3 separate regions of the Mus musculus genome follow, and all the other regions are linked to region 1. A link is a contact called in public ChIA-PET and promoter capture Hi-C data. All regions are on one chromosome and are shown on one strand. The core of a region is the stretch at or near the end of the contact, and the rest is flanking DNA. Distances in the headings are between cores, read along the strand shown. Region 1 holds the start of AW011738 (expressed sequence AW011738). Region 2 holds the start of Ccnl2 (cyclin L2). Region 3 holds the start of Aurkaip1 (aurora kinase A interacting protein 1).

Region 1 (2,880 bases), core at 210-2,709:
TGGCGCTAGTTGTCCTGGAACTTGATCTGTAGACCAAGCTGTCCCCAAACTCAGAGATTTGCCTGCCTCTCCCTCCTGAGAGCACTGGGATTAAAGGCATGGATCACCCTCACCACCACAACCCCGTCCCACCATGGTTACAACCCCACCCCACTCCTGGCAGAAGTCTTGCTGTTTGCCCATGGATACATAGTAGCACATGCATACATCACAATCACACACACACACACACACACACACACACACACAGTTATTTTTTTAAATCAGGAACCCCCCCCTTCCCATACTTCTCCCCAATCACCTTACTGCACCGAGACAGCTTGGTGACTGTCACCTTCTTGGTTGCCCCCTATTGGGGTCCATATTATATCCCAGGGTAGTTGCAGACTCCAACACTAAGCAAAGCAAAGCCAACCCTGGAGTGTGAGGGGACACATCCCCATCCGTATATCCCCGACTAGAAGAAGGGCTTGGGAAACGATCTGGGTCAGGGATGCCAGAGCTAGGAAGCGGTGCTACTGAACCATATGGTTTAAAACCAAACAAATGCGCCGTGCGACTGTAAATACGCATTCTCTGGTGCAAGCCTGCAGTCGTAAGACAAGCCACACTTCACCGCGGCCACAACCTCCAGGTTCAGCTCGGGCCCAGAGACCCGGTTCTCGAGTGGGAGGAGGTACTGGAGTCAAACTTCTGCAAATGCACCACGAAGGCGGGAGGCGGGCCGGCTCCTGGTTCCAGCTGGGACAGGCAGGCGACCCCCTCACATCCTGCCAGGAAGCAGATCGTCTCGGTGAGACACTTTCTGAAAGAGCCCAGAACTTGCCCAGGGTCTCAGGCTCGGCAAAGCCATCTTGCTGAGCTCTCAGGGTTAGGATTAGGGTTAGGGAGCTGCAAGCGCGGGAATCTGTCCCTGTCCCGCACACAGCTCACCTCCACGCAGTGACCCCAGCTGTCACCGGGCCGTGTAGGCGCTGCAGATGTCTTTTACGCTCATCTCCAGGATGTCAGCTGTCCTCGGTTTTGTGAGCTTGGGAGCCGTGGAGGCGGGAACGCAGGACGGGTGGCAAGGCAGAGAGTTACCCTTCCCTCTGAATCGTGGGCTCTGAGTGAGGGCCACAGAAGGCCTGGGAACCGGGCTTCGCCCCGGCCTCCACTCACATCCTTCCTGCGCCCGCGGTCGCAGTGACGGTCGGGAGCAGAGCCAGGCTTGCACTGACGCGCGCTCGCCGCCCCTTCTCCAGCTTCCAGGACTTTTAGGTAGAGCCGCGCTTGAATCCGGTGTTCCGTTGTCCCTCGCTCGACTTTGCGGGTTTTGGCAGCGTTGCCCACTGGTCTGGGGTCCAGGTCCAGCTAGCGAGGGCTGAGACGCTCGCCCGGCTTTCCACGCTGTACCTGGCGCCCCGGTGCGCACCGCGTGGGCGAGCGCCTGCGACACCGAACCCGGAGGCCGAGCTCTGAGCGCTTAAATACGGCGGACGGGGGGGGGGGGGGGGGAGCGGCGGGGCTGTGAATCCTTCTCGACTTCAGTTCCCACACTCCTCCCAGCCAATGAAGAGCCAGCCTCCAGCCCGGCCTGCCGCCCGCCCTCTCCGGTTGTTACGCGTAGCCGATCTCCGGCTACGAAAGTGAACCCGACGACGTTGCATCCGAGAGGTCTCGGGTTAGAGTGGGCGGGGCGGGGGCTCCTGGCTCACTTAGTTTTGGAGAAGAAGCACCAGAGGGTATGGGAGGCAAGTCATGAGCACCTGGTAGGAAATCCAGAAGGATATTTCTCCAAAAACTAGAAAGCAAATCCTCAGGACTGTGAAGTCAGGACCCACTGAGGCTCCTCACACAGCCCTACCCAAGACCCGAGCAGGATCAAGACAGCCACTTGTCTCCTCAGCCGAACAGCATTTGCTCATGGGCAGCGTTGTTTCCAGCAAGGAGCCTGAAACTAACACAGAGGTCTGGGAACAAGCTTGGGTAGAAAGATGAACCAACACCAGACACCGAGACTAGAGAGGGGTCAACTGGTCCTGGTCACCTGATAAGTGACATCAACTGATATCACAGGGCAGCGGAAGGACGACTTCGTGCAGTGTAAGGATAAGGATATCAGTGGTGACAGAAACCAGATGGGATGATGTCATGGTGCCAGTGATGTATCCTGAATTACCCCACCGCTAAGTTCAGCCAAGAAGAACTCAAAAACTTAGGGCAAGTGAGGCACAGCCGCACGTGCCTTTAATGTAGCATTCAAGAGGCAGAGACAGAAAGAGCTCCGTGAGTTCGAGGCCTGCCTGGTCTACAGAGTAAGTCCCAGCACAGCCAGGGTTACATAGTGAGACCCTGTCTCAAAACACACACACACACACACCAAATTTTTTTTCCAAAGGAAAATAAGAAAAACAGGGCCATTATTATTTTAATGGTTGCTATTGTTTTCATTCTGAGTTACACTGCTATACATACAGACATTTTGTACTCAGGTTACTAAGCACAGCGTAGCCTGGCAGCTGCCTCCATTCAATGGAGGTGGCCTGAGACCACAGGAGGGGCTAGACACCCTACTGGTGGTCCTACTTCTTTAATTTTCTTTAAATATTGGGCTGGAAAGATGGCTATGTGGAAAGTGATTGAAGAAAACATTCAACATTAATCTCTGACATGTATAAGCACACATATGCATGCATATAAGCAAAATAAAGAAAGAAAGAAAATTTATATATTCAGTTCCTTCTTCTAAATTTCTAATTTCCTGCACTCACATATACACAATCCCCCCCCCCCAAATACACTGTATCCACATAATTAAAACTAAACCTTAAAAAAAAAAATCTAAGCCAGGCAGTGGTGGCACATACCTTTAATTCCAGCTCTTGGGAGGCAGAGGCA
Region 2 (2,880 bases), core at 104-2,603, 390 kb after region 1:
CAGACACTAACAGCGCTGAGGGTGAGAACCAGGGACCTGGTGCTCAGAGGTTCTCAGCAGAACCATGGAACAAACAGGACAATAGGGTGGTGAGCTGATGTGGTCATACAGGAATTGTTTCAGCAGGGCTAGGACAGCCAGCTATCCTGGTTATTGTACCCCCCTACCAACTGCCCCAAGACAGCATCTAGGGCACATGCGAACAATCTACTGTAAATTCACAGGTTGGTATTAACAATGACAGACATTAGGACAGCTCTGCAAAGGACTCACTTTTTCTCTCTCAGATGCCGAAGGCGATGGAATACATTGATGACATCCCTGATTCGTCTCGGAGCCTCTTCTATTTTGGAAGCCAGGTGAACACAAGCCATGGACACATGCTGAAATGTACATTGTGACACGGGTGTTTTTCCCCCCAACTTGAGAACCTTCCAAGGCATTAAAACTATTAGAAACAACCAGAAGATACAGAGACAGACAGGCCTCTAGGGAAAGAGCTGTGTAGACTTTGCAGGACAGAATTCAGCTAAGCACTGGGCAGAACAGGCCAGGTTTCATCCCAATTCATTTCTCCGAGAAAACAGAAAGAAGCCTACCTCCATGGAATGTTTCACGAAGGACTTAGTGTAAAAGAACCGCTGGAACAGCACCTGCCCTGTAGCCATGGCCACCTAGGGACAGAGAGGGTTCCATCACGTTTGAATGCAGGACTCACGCTTGTCCCGGCTACAATGTCTTGTGTGATTTCCCCCCAGGACAAATAGCCACGACAGTTTCCATTTCCCCCAAAGGGTTTGGGTCTCGCGAGGCTTTCTTGGGGGTAAAAGGGCTTCGGCTCCGGCGGAGGGGGAAGGGGAAGGGGAAGGGATGGCGGGTGCGGGTTATTTCAAGGCTGCGGAGCGCACAGGCTCGGACCTCGTCGCCTGGGTCCGGTGAGCTCCGGGCCGGGGGCCGGGACGACAACAAAGGCCCGGCCCTCGGCCCTCGGCCGGCGAACGGCCCCTGCAGAGCTCGCGGCCCGGCCCTTACCTGCGGCAGGCGGAGCAGGATGCCGGCTGCCTGGATGAGCTCGCAGCCCACGACGCGGAGTCCCGTCTCCGTATCGACGTCGAGGCCGCTCGACATGGACGGCGTGAAGCGGAGCTTGTCGTCGGGCAGCAGGCAGTTTTCCAAGGTGATGAGCACGCCCGAGTAGAGCCTGTCGCCGATCAGCACCCCCTGAGACCCCGGGGCCGCTCCCGCCGAGCCGGAAGAGCAGGCCGCCGACGCCGGAGCCATCAACCCCGCAGCCCCGGCCGCCGCCGCCGCCATTTTGTGCCGCCGACTCTTCTCGGGCCCTTCCCGTCAGGGCGGCTGCTCGAGACGATCGTGGCCGCCCCGCCCCGCCCCCTCCCATTGGCTGAACGTCACCGCTGTCTCGACGCCGTTGGCCGTACGACCAGTCCGTCAGTGTCGCGTCAGGCACCGACGCCGGAAGCACCCACGGGTGGGGCTGCTCGTTACCCACTTGGCTCCGCGGCCTGGCCCGAACCGGAACTCCTGCCTGGCAAAAGGGGTTCTAGAAGGGCGCCTTTCTTTGGGGGTTGGGACAGAACAACTTTTCTCCCACAGTCCCACGTGCACGACGTTACACCGCGACTTAGTTCGGAGTCTTTAGTTCTCAGCCCTCCCTTCCGTCCTCGGGCTCTGGAACAGCTGTGGGGTGGATCTGCCAGCATTAAAAGGGCAGATGTGCCTTTAATCCCAGCACTTAGGCAGGCGGATCTGTGTGGGTTCAAGGTCAGCCTTCTCTCTACAGCTAGAGTTCCAGGACAGCCATGGCTGAGAAACTTTGTCGCAAAAATAAATAAAATACTAAACAAAAAAGTGCAGATGAAGGGTCTGGAGAGATGGCTCAGCAGTTCAGAGAACTGACTGCTCTTGCAGAGGTCCTGAGTTCCAGCTACGACATCATGGCTTGCAGCCATCTATCTGTGATTGAATCTGATATCCTCTTCTCTCATTCAGGCACAAATGCAAACAGAGCACTCATATACACAATCTTTTCTTAAAGGGGACCCCCAATAATCTACTGCAGCAAATACAGGCCAAAAAAATGGCTTGGGGACCTTGAAGATCAAGGTGAAACGGCTTGTAGTAGACCCTACAGACAATATTAATATTCCTGACTCCAGTCCTGGCCTGCTTAGTTTCACCCAAAACAGTGCTGCTGCCACTACACAATAGATGTTTCCTGTCACTGCTCAGTTATCTCAAGCTTTTGATAAGATTTCAGCCAGGTTCGGTGAAACGGAAAATTGGGAGGACATGGGAGTTTAAGGAGATCCCTGTATAACTCTGATTCAGGTATGGTGAACAGCCAACAAGGTTGCCAAAAGTCAGTATTCCATAGTCCAGCTGTAGTGGGGTGATTGGATTCCACTCCTAAGCAGACCCCACAAAGATCTCATCAGTCCTCTCACTGTAATGGCCACGCTGCTACTGTCTGTCCGTCTGTCCCACCCCTAGGCTGCAGCTCTAAAGTAGGCACAATTGTCATTGCCTGGTCTGCCCATTCCCTAAGCTGAAACTGAACCAAGAATTAGAAAAGACTGTTGGCTCTAGTCACTCAACCCAGACTCTGGTTCTAGAGATGACTATTACATCCATCAGGAAGAGAAACCTATATTGGAGAGGGATGCTTGGTTACAACTCAACAGTGATTTGCAGTATCTTGTCTTTTTTGTGTGAAGTAGAAAACAAAGCTCAGTGATGGGGCCACATGGATGTGTATCTTCTCCAATATCAATAGCAAGTGGCTAATGAGTAATATATGTGCAACATTCTGGCAAAGTGTTAAGCATATTGTATGCAAGACACCAACCTAGTACAGTGACG
Region 3 (2,880 bases), core at 168-2,667, 370 kb after region 1:
TTTTTGCACTGCACTGGAGTGGCATCCCAGGCTTCCCTGACTCCCTGCTGGGCTTCCTCCTCCCCCTGCCTAGGTGGACATTCGTAGAACTGGGAGGGAGCCAGAGTCACTGGGACCTCGACATTCCGTCTGGGCAATAAGTATTGAGCAGTCAGCCAGCTCTCTAGAGGACTGATGGCCATCTTCCTGGGGACCAGGAACTCCTCAAGCTCTGACTGGGTCCTCTTACCAGGGAGGGAGGCAGCCCGACTTGGGCTTGCAGGCTGCAAACTGTAAAGGGGTCGAAAAGCATAGCTGCCAATCACCCCGGAGCCAGGGCAGGAACGACTGAAACCTGGGGAAACAACACAGTTGCTACTAGTGCCATCACAGCAGATCAGAACACCACTACTACCCAGGCTAGGGCAACATGTAGACCCAAATGGTAAGGCCTGCCCCTTATCCTTCCGTCTGGAGTTGTGATGTGCTCCTACATACTACATGCAAGCTCGCAGGAAAAGGTTTGTGCCCAGGCTCTTATTCCCAGTAGCGACAGGAGACTACTGAAGGCGAGCTGGGCCGCGATGATTCCCATCCCCAAGTCAGGTGTGGATTCCGCGTCCAGGGGCGTCTTACCTGCCCAGGGAACAACAGTCCTGGCCAGCCGTGAAGTCAGGCGCGCCAGGAACATGGTGAGCAGTTGGTCCGGCGGCAGCGCTCAAAGCTAGAACACAGGAACCAGCTGAGGTCACGCAGCGGCGACGGGCAGTGCTCTCGGCCGCAGGCCTCGCATATCCCATCACCCTGGGTCCCCCTGACCCGCGATAAGGAGACATCTTCAAAAGTCGCTCTGAGCGCAAATCCTGTCCCTACTTCTCTCCACCAGCGTGGTCGCTGTAAGCCGCCCACCCACGGTTCCCGCTCAGGCAGCGAAACCCACAGCGCAGGACGATATCGACGCTCGCACGCACCAAACAGACGCAGGCCAAGCGAGCTCCGCCGCCGCTCATCATCTGAGCCCCGCAACAGGCCCACCGAATCCCGGAAGTTAGGACCGATCAGGTCGCCTCTGACCTCGACCACTTCCGGTCCCTGGTCCTACGCAGCGCCCTCTGGTGCCCGGCTCTGCGCTAACTCGATCCTTGCGTGCCCGAAGGCGATCGCTTCCGGTTGGAGGGGACGCTTCCCCTGCCGCTGTTGTCCAGCAGCAACAACGTTCCGGGTAAAAAGTGCCCACACCCGACACCCACCACAATCCCGGAGAGTGCTCTCTGCGTGCACGCGGACTTTACAGTATATATATATATATTTTTTTCCTTTCGTCTCTCCCAAGCCGGTTAGCCTCCGGGTACCGCCATGGACCGTAGGACTGCGGAAGTGACAAGTGGCGCTCCTCCTGTTAGGGCGGCAGGTCGTTTAATAGTCCTGTGGGATAGGCTGGCTGCAGAATGGGGCGCTCTGCTTCTTGAGGCCTCAGAAACTCCGCCCTGTTCCTGCTCCGCGGTCCTACCCTGCCGCTAATCTCAAGTGAAAAAAGTCCTAATTTCTTTAGTGTGCCCTGAGGAAAAAAAAATTTTTTTTAAAGATTTATTTATTTTTTATTATATATAAGTACACTGTAGCTGTCTTCAGACACTCCAGAAGAGGGAGTCAGATCTCATTACGGATGGTTGTGAGCCACCATGTGGTTGCTGGGATTTGAACTTCGGACCTTCGGAAGAGCAGTCGGGTGCTCTTACCCACTGAGCCATCTCACCAGCCCCCTGAGGAAAAATTTAAATATCCTCACACACACGTTAATTTTTATCCCAAAACTTAAAAGCAGCTTCTTCAGAATACGGCTGCTGCTTTCCTTGGCAAGAGCCTAGCAATCCACTGCACCTCAGTGTGGACCAGAAAGTCCTGCTGGCTCCGATGGACAGGGGTGCAAGACTAGGGTTCTCCTTCATTTGAGAAACTACGTATGCCTCGCATGAGGGATTTCTGTGGATTCTTAACACAAAGTGGCCAAATATCTCATTCTCAGGCATTAACCTAGCTAAAGTTACATAAACCAATAAGAGGGCAGAAATTGCAGGCTGTCGTCCCAGCTGTGTAACTGAGGTCACAAAGTGATGTTGCGTGTACCCTACCTTCGAGAGGGGATGCTGGAGATATTTGTCTTTTCTAATGATGTTTCGAGAGGGGAGGCACAATGTGCACCTGCATATGCCACAGCACACATGGAGTCATTTCTCTTCTTCCACATTTAAGGAAGTGAATTCCAGGGATCTCATTCAAGTTGTCGGGTTTATGTGGCAAGCACTTAACCACTGCGCTAGCCCAAACAGGAAGGTTTATGCATTTTAGTCTGTCTTTAGTTCAGACTCTCACCCTGGGTTTAGCCACAAAAGGCAAATGGAGTCTCTAGATTCCAGCCCTCACCTTGGTGCTCCCAGTCCTCAACATGGCCAGCTTTTATTTGATGTGTTTCTCCTTGGATTGCATAACTAAAGGTTCAAGGAGATGAATAAAAGTAAATAAATCCATCAGAGAAATGGTCATGTTCACAACAACCCGTATCGGGACAGGTCTTTGTAGAGTCAGGGACAATAAGAGAAAGGGCAAGTGGAAACAAGTTTTGGAAAGAGACCAAGCAAAGCATCCTCCTTACACAATCCCGGGAACTAGCAAGTTTCTAGTCTTCCAGGAGGTGAGTAAAGCCAACCTTGTTAAGATCCCTATACTTTCCTGGGTGGTGGTGGCCCACGCCTTTAATCCCAGCACTTGGGAAACAGAGTCAGATGGATCTCTTTTGAGTTGCAAGGCCAGCCTGGTCTACAGATTGAATTCTAGGACAGCCAGGGCTACACAGAGAAACCCTGTCTCAAAAAACCAAAAGACCCCCTGTATCTCAAACAG

Evidence for each region. Promoter capture Hi-C pulls out the DNA fragments that hold promoters and counts their contacts. ChIA-PET counts read pairs in DNA pulled down with a chosen protein or histone mark.
Region 2: a promoter capture Hi-C map of liver shows a contact between it and region 1, with 3 times the contacts expected there. The contact joins the promoter of Ccnl2 here to the promoter of AW011738 in region 1. A contact is called at or near these places in 13 of 39 promoter capture datasets (the 3T3-L1 cell line, the HPC-7 cell line, cranial neural crest and 8 more), 1 of 484 Hi-C or Micro-C datasets (regulatory T cells), 5 of 115 datasets of contacts at active chromatin or transcription factors (the SCID.adh cell line, effector CD8 T cells, embryonic stem cells and 1 more) and 1 of 9 other capture datasets (embryonic stem cells).
Region 3: an RNA polymerase II ChIA-PET map of memory CD8 T cells shows a contact between it and region 1, with 103 read pairs. The contact joins the promoter of Aurkaip1 here to the promoter of AW011738 in region 1. A contact is called at or near these places in 9 of 39 promoter capture datasets (the C10 cell line, the HPC-7 cell line, HPC-7-derived erythroid cells and 6 more), 6 of 484 Hi-C or Micro-C datasets (B cells, CD4 T cells, CD8 T cells and 2 more), 13 of 115 datasets of contacts at active chromatin or transcription factors (the SCID.adh cell line, astrocytes, embryonic midbrain and 8 more) and 4 of 9 other capture datasets (adipose tissue, embryonic stem cells, liver and 1 more).

What each region holds. Positions count from the first base shown.
Region 1 is chr4:156,201,863-156,204,742 of GRCm38.p6, reverse strand. AW011738 (expressed sequence AW011738) reads right to left here and starts at 1,459. Exons shown (of 1, transcript NR_030671.1): 1 at 1-1,459. It also overlaps a transcript of Perm1 not described here.
Region 2 is chr4:155,810,962-155,813,841 of GRCm38.p6, reverse strand. Ccnl2 (cyclin L2) reads right to left here and starts at 1,353. Exons shown (of 11, transcript NM_207678.1): 1 at 1,033-1,353; 2 at 600-674; 3 at 274-383. The coding sequence starts at 1,314.
Region 3 is chr4:155,829,806-155,832,685 of GRCm38.p6, reverse strand. Aurkaip1 (aurora kinase A interacting protein 1) reads right to left here and starts at 1,417. Exons shown (of 4, transcript NM_025338.4): 1 at 951-1,417; 2 at 616-703; 3 at 1-334. The coding sequence starts at 670.